Linked DNA regions of Mus musculus: region 1 is linked to region 2. Evidence: chromatin contacts called from public Hi-C data. All regions are on one chromosome and are shown on one strand. Each heading gives the region's core, a stretch centred on a gene start, on an enhancer-like site or on the middle of the called end of the contact. The rest is flanking DNA. Distances are from core to core; before and after follow the strand shown.

Region 1 (3,467 bases), core at 625-3,124, 78 kb after region 2:
TAGACCCAGTTGGGCAGTCCTCTGGGCCGCACTCTCCCAGCTCCTTCACATGTCAGCCATGTCTCTCTGTCCTGCACTCTCCTCAGACATAGCATGTCTCCTCTCCTCCTCTGCTCCTGGTCTCAAGCCTGGGAAATCCTAAAATCCTGCCTCTGTCTGTCCTCCCTAGCTATTGGTTACTGGCATCTTTGTTTATCAATCAGAACCAAGTGGGGGCAGGTTCCCAGAAGCTATGGGGAGACACTTGTAAGCAGTTTTGGAGGGAACATAATTAGCATTCATATACAAGCCGTTACAGATGAGTATTTATAATTTTGTGTTTTTAATTTGTTTTTATATTTTTAAAACCAATTTGAGATGAAATTTATATAGTATCTAACATATCCATTTAGATGTATGCTCCAGGGTGTTTAGTGTGTACACACAACTGTATGGCCACCAAGTCAGGTTTAGAACAGTTTTATCACTCAGAAGAAATGCCACAGCCATTCATGATTCCTCATTTTTCCAAGAAGAATTGACCTGGTGTGTATGCTGAAGGCTGGGACCCGTAAGAAATACAGTGATAGGTTGGGAAGACATGGCCATACCACCCTACCATACATAACCCCCTAGCCATCTACCATTAAAACAGTGGGTTCCACCCCCATTCACTCATCCATCCTCTCTTCCATTCATCTATCCTCTGATTTTTTAAATAAGTACTATGGAATACTTGCTATGTCCAGGGCTCAGGATAGTAAGATGCCACTTGATATTGGGTGGGGAGAAGGAAGGAGACAAGAGATACTCTCACAGAAATGCTGGAATTACAATAGAGGAGACACATGGGCTCAACAGAGGTGTTGACTAAGAGAGAGAAGAGCTAGATTAGCAGGAAATTTGGGTGATGGGGGCTTTGGCCAGCATGGGGAAGGAAGAGCAGGCATTGTGACCACAGTATTCCTAGTGGTTGGATGATGTTCTAGAAGGAGCTCAGTTGTCGTCCAGCCATGGACAAATGCTCCCCCCAACACAGGTCACTCCTGGAGGTTCTAAGGCACCCATCCCACTACTGCCTATCACAGGACCAGACTGAGTCTCATGGGAAAATGGCTGAGGCCACCAGTCACAGCCAGCTGAGGACTTCTTGCCTGCTTCAGCCTCACAGCAGGGAGGAGGAGGTGTGGTAGATACCCTGATACAGTCATTTTTGGTAGTGAGGTCAGTTCTGTAAGAATTCCTCACACAATCATTTAGTGTCTTCAAGATGTGAAAGTTCAGCAAGGCACTTCTGTAGACACTCACGTGATTCTTAAGGACCACGACTTAGAGAGTGTGTATAGACCATAAAGACTATACAGCCAGTATCAGGCTAAGCTAGGATTCAAATCGATGCCTAATAGCCCCCAAATGATTTCTTTTAGAGTACACTTGCAGGATACATTGTGAGTCCAGAGCTGGAAAATGAATGTGAGTCTGTTAGTCAGTGGATTCTGTAAAGCAGACTCATTCCTGGGCATCGATTATAGGGTTGGTGTAGACTCTCTCCTAGAAATCTGTCTTTTGTACTCCATATACCCAGGATGAATTGTTCCTAAAGTTTCCCCAATCTCATAGTTTCCTGACCACCAGCAAGAGGATGTGTGGATTTCCTCACCTTTTTAAGGCTAGCAGTAGCTCCATGTCCAGGACTGGGGTTTGGAACTCAAGATTTGAGTGACTTCTTAGGTCCTGAGAGCAAATGCCTTCTGCATCCTGAGTGCTGTTCTCTGCTCCAGAGTTTTTAGCCAGCCATCACGTGCTGATGCCAGACATTCCTCAGGAAAGCAGGACCCAGATAAAAATGCTGCAGCTGAGCCCCAACTTACATCACAGTTAGTAGCAGCTGAGGACCTGCATTTCCTTCAGCATGAGTCTTCCTAGTAGGGACCCGGTGCCCCAAGAGGGAATCACTTGCACACCCAATCATGTGTGACATAGCCAGAATAAATTGTGTAACCAATCTGCCTCAGCAGAGTTCAGCAACATCTGGTTTATGTTAGGTGACACTCTTAGAAAATTATCTTTTATCCCTTCTTGGTTAAAAATAATAATACTTTGGGGTTGTAGCAAAACGGCATTTGGCAGTTTTTTTTTTTTTTTTTGCTTTATTAATATGTGTTTAAGTGTAGGAGACTCATTGCTAGAATGGGCACCTTGGAAGAACCTGACTAAGGAAATCAGCTCCTGCAATCACCCTGATAAATGAGTGTAGGCAAACAGCCCTGCAGTGGGGCAGGAAGGTCATGGTGGGTACTGTTGCCTGGGCTGGCTGGCAGACTCCAGCAGATGGGCTAGTAATACAATTAGGAACCGTTGAGTTAAATGAGCCATTATTTAAATTATCTGCTGCTTTTGGTATCTATTAACCTGCTGGGAAAGAGACAGTGGTATCTGAGAAATCTCAGGCTCATCACTAATTGGATGAATCACCCAGTTTTTTCCCTTTACTGCCACATTTTACCTTATTGCAGCAATTAGCAAATGGCTCTCTGCGGGATTATTGCCCAATGCATCACTGAAGATTAGGAGGGGTGCAGGCAGGAAGACACACGCTGGTTTGCAGCAGGAGGCAAGCCTGTGACTCCTCACATGGTGCTCATAACCATTCTTAATCTTTCCAGTCTGGTCTCCTGATTAAGGGACATTAGTTCTCATTGGAGGTTACAATAACAAACACCCAGGCTGGGTGCTTCTTTGCAGCATACAGCCATTTCTTGGGTGTCTGGTTCCTGGTTGTAGAAGCATCACCTTGAGACAACAGAAGGAGAGATACTCTGAGTGCTTTATAACAACACTACTCCCATTTGTGAGCTTCCCTCTTAGGAACACCACTCACAAGCCTAGCTACTTATCCACCCAGCTAACCACTCACTCACCTACTGAAGGCCCTGCTCCTAAATGCTAAGACACCAAGACTAAGTCTCAATACATGAAATGGGGCCAGAGTCCCAAACCTTTATGCCCTAATGGAATGAAAGGTGAAGTTTGAATCAATCTCCTGCTTGCTTCCCCTGTCCCTCATGTGGGCCTGTGTTAGGGAAAGTACCCTATACTGGGGCTGTCACCTGGAAAAATTAGACTTCCGTGTACTAACAATAGGCCAGGCCCTTGGGAATAGAGTCCTTACCGTGAAAGGATAGGAGAAGGGATACCTGTGATAGACAGGCAGGGCTACAGTGGAATGTTTCTTAAGCATCATGGGGATTGGTGCTCTCTGGAAGCCAAATGAGCAGAGGGCTCCAAGTGCACATGAGTTTGGAGCTCTTAGGTATTGGGTTAGCTTTTCTGGTGTGTGTGTCTGCCAGAGGCCATATTTGTGCCAGAAGGTTTGGTGCCTGAAGCACCTCGACCCATGATGGTGGGAACATGTGGCAGCTAGTCACATGAGAGTGAAAAGCAAGAATTTCAGGCCAGAAGCTGGGCTGTGCTATAAACTCTCAAGG
Region 2 (3,223 bases), core at 523-3,022:
CATAAAACCTGCCTGGGAAAAATAAAAATTTGACAGCTTGATCAATCAGACTTGCTGTCCGTCCTTGTGTTCCTCACCCCTCATTCTCTCCGCAGGCGGTTCCTCAGACCCTGTCCAACTGTCCCGCAGGCAGAGGCACTAAGGAAGCTCACATACAAATTGTAACCTCAGCACATGACCTTCCCAGGTTGATTTTATTCCAAGAACATTAAATTATATGTCCTGACAACTTTTAGGCTGAAGTTAGTGTCACATTGACACTGTATAAACTACCTCCAGCATCCACCTTAGAATTTTCCATTTTCTCCAGCAGACACTCTGTCTCTACCAGACATTGACTGCTTGCCTCAGGGGACACCATCTTTGTGAGGTCTCAAAGAAACAGGGACAGAGGCTGAGCTGCACCTATTTAACATATCAAAGTGGAGGCTGGTGACTAGTCTCTCCTGGCACCACCAGTCCTTGTTGCAGAGTCCTGGCTCCTCTAGGCACTTCTCACCTTGCCTTGAGCCTGTCTCCTCCAGCTCCTGAGCTTCATTCCTCCCTGCAGTGTCTCTGATTCCTATACAACTTCAGCCATTTTGGCTATGCAGCCTTTTGGTCTCTCTCATGCTCTCAGTCCTGAGATCCCTCCTGCCCACCTCCCCTCCCCTCCCCTCCCCTCCCCTTCCCTCCCCTCTCCTCTCCTCTTTCTCATTTCCTCTCTTGCTCTCCCATCCCCTTCTCCCATGGCCTGGTTCAGTCTACTGGCCCTGTTCAGCCAGGACCTTTCCAGATGCCTCTGGCTATGTTCTCTCTCATGTCTACAGTAAATCTTCTCCCCAACCACACTGTGGAGCAGCCAAGGCCTCGCTTTTCATTCAGTCACCACTACCATTCTACCTTCTGTCTGTTAACCCTCTAACCTATGGTCTATGTGTAAGTGGTAACATGCACTGTTTTTCATGCATGCAATGTTGGAGTATGTACTGGGACGGTCTTTTTATAGCTGAATAATTGTCTGCTGCATGAATCAGATTTGGTTTTTGTGCCATCAACATGTAAGTGCTCTGTGAATCTCTCTCTCTCTCTCTCTCTACACACACACACACACACACACACACACACACACACACACACGGGGGGGGGGGTGTAGGAAAGCAACTGCTGTTTGCTTTCAACTAACCTAGCCACCAGTGGACTAGAAGTCACCCATTCTTCCTCACAGATCCCCTCTTCCAGCTTCTAGCAGTTGATGTCACAGTTAACACCACGAGATTCCCTTTTATAAGCACTCCTTCCTTAAGTGGCACCTTGTACCACCTCCCACTGGTTAATACTGAGCAGGACATTGGCTTCAGCCTTCTCTGTAGCAGCTGCTTGAGAAGTGAACACTTATTAAAAGAGATTCCATGGGAGTGTAGGGAGGGAAGAGAAGAGAGACTTTGCAATCACAGGCTTTTCTTGGGGACAGGCACTTGGGGACATCCAAGGGTGGAACCAAAGGACCGACTCATTGGCTTCAAGACTGGGGTTCTCACACAAGGTGGAAAACAGGTGACAGAGGAGGAAGAGTGACTGGTTAGTGTTCCTTCCTGGAAAGCACAGGGACACGGAGGAGGGAACTGTGGGCATTCAGCTCTGATTATGCATACTCACTGACCGCCAAGCACAACAAGCACTTGGAGATAGACTAACAATCTTTTTTCTTCTGGCCATACTGGACATAGATTTTGGTTCAGCAATGAGCTTCCTTTTCAGAGGATGCAATGCGAAGCTTCCCCAGTAGAGGGCACTAGATGGCCATGAAGGAATACTCGGTCTCTGCCAGGAAGCTGCCTGCTGGAGAGACAGAAGAATGTGGGGTGGGGGTGAAGAGAGGTAGGGGGTTGGGTGGGGGGACACAATGAAAAGAGGCAGAACTAGAGACTCAAAGAGTCGTGAAGAAAGCCTGATGTGAGTAGCCAGGGATGCCTCCTAGGTCCATGATGGGGTCCTGTCTTTTGCTGCCACCAGGGGCCACGTCTGAGTCTGTGGCCCTGCAGAAGTAGGGATCTGTTACTACAAAAAGGCCACGTGGATGCCCCCCGAGGGCTACTCTCCTGGTACATGTTGATGTCTGAGGGCTGTGCAGAACTGGCGTACCCTCGCCTGGACATTGTGGGAGAGCTGGCCCTGGGGAGATGTTAGCAGGAGAGAAAACTCCGCCCCTATCCAGCTGCAGTACTTAGGAGAGCAGATCTGACATTGTGGGTGAGCCAATCCCCCGGAGAGTATGAATGTGGAAGAGTTGGCCCAGCCTCTTGTCTGCTATGTGGTGACATGGGAGAGGGAGAGATGTCCCCCTTTCCCCCTTGCCACCTACAGCAGGCTAGGAGCTGGCCCTGAGGTCACCAGAGCAGGAGAGATCAGAGCCCTGCCCTCATTTGCTGCAGCACAGTAAAGCTGGCCCTGGTTGTGGAGGTTTCAGGAGAGCAGGCCCTGCCTCTTGTCTGCTGTGTCATGACATTGGCAAGAGAGAGATCCCCACCCTCCATTTTGCCCTCACAACTGGCAGCAGGTGGGAAAGTTGACCCTGACCAGGTCATGAGAGCAGAACGGGCCCTTCCCATCACCTGCTGAGTCACTTGGGAGAGCAAGCTCCCTCCTCTCCCCTTCCCTTCCTTGTCCCTTGCCATCTATGGCAGGCAGGAGAGCTGGCCCCACGGTCATGAGAGTGGAAGAACTGTCCATGTCCCTCACAGCTGCAACACTCAGAAGAGCAGGCCCTGCACCTCACCTGGACAGCAGAGTAGAGCTGACCCTGGTGGCAGAGATGGCCTCAAGGTTGTGAGAGTGAGAGAGGCAGTGAGCTGACCAGCTCAGATACCTCTCAGGCCCAAATCTAAGACTTTGAATTGGTCCACCCCAACATCTACCCCTTGATGAACTGCTGGAGTTCATGAAGGGGCCTAAACTCCTGTATCTCCATGACACAGGACAACAGCAGACTATCTGAGAGGAGTCCCAGCGAGCTTCTAGTATCAGTAGAGTGGCAGAAGCCAGAGGCCTTGAACCAGACCAACAAGTCATTCAATGAACATTTGGAAACAAAGAAATGTGGACAAAAAGGGTGTGATGTGGGACACACTATAACACACTGTAGCTTCCACAAGATTTTTTTTTTCTGCAAGGGTGGAGAGTGGACACAAGGGGAGGGGGAGATGACTGGGATTGGGATGCGTGATGTGAAACTCACAAGGAA

Evidence for each region. A called contact is a pair of places that touch in the nucleus more often than the background predicts.
Region 1: a contact with region 2 is called in a Hi-C map of the N1E-115 cell line, with 5 times the contacts expected there. The contact joins two enhancer-like sites. A contact is called at or near these places in 4 of 484 Hi-C or Micro-C datasets (the N1E-115 cell line, cerebral cortex, embryonic stem cells and 1 more), 2 of 115 datasets of contacts at active chromatin or transcription factors (CD8 T cells and the HPC-7 cell line) and 2 of 9 other capture datasets (adipose tissue and liver).

The regions. Positions count from the first base shown.
Region 1 is chr16:97,389,602-97,393,068 of GRCm38.p6, forward strand. All of the region lies in intron 1 of Bace2 (beta-site APP-cleaving enzyme 2), which reads left to right. Among named protein-coding and RNA genes, the nearest start is that of Bace2, 35 kb to the left of the region's middle. Within about 2 kb of position 1,875, at least 12 of the 459 cell types and tissues checked have an H3K27ac peak or open chromatin away from gene starts, as enhancers often do. A contact at or near this core is called in the N1E-115 cell line, where this site is marked.
Region 2 is chr16:97,311,284-97,314,506 of GRCm38.p6, forward strand. No RefSeq gene overlaps it. Among named protein-coding and RNA genes, the nearest start is that of Bace2, 44 kb to the right of the region's middle. Within about 2 kb of position 1,773, at least 22 of the 459 cell types and tissues checked have an H3K27ac peak or open chromatin away from gene starts, as enhancers often do. A contact at or near this core is called in the N1E-115 cell line, where this site is marked.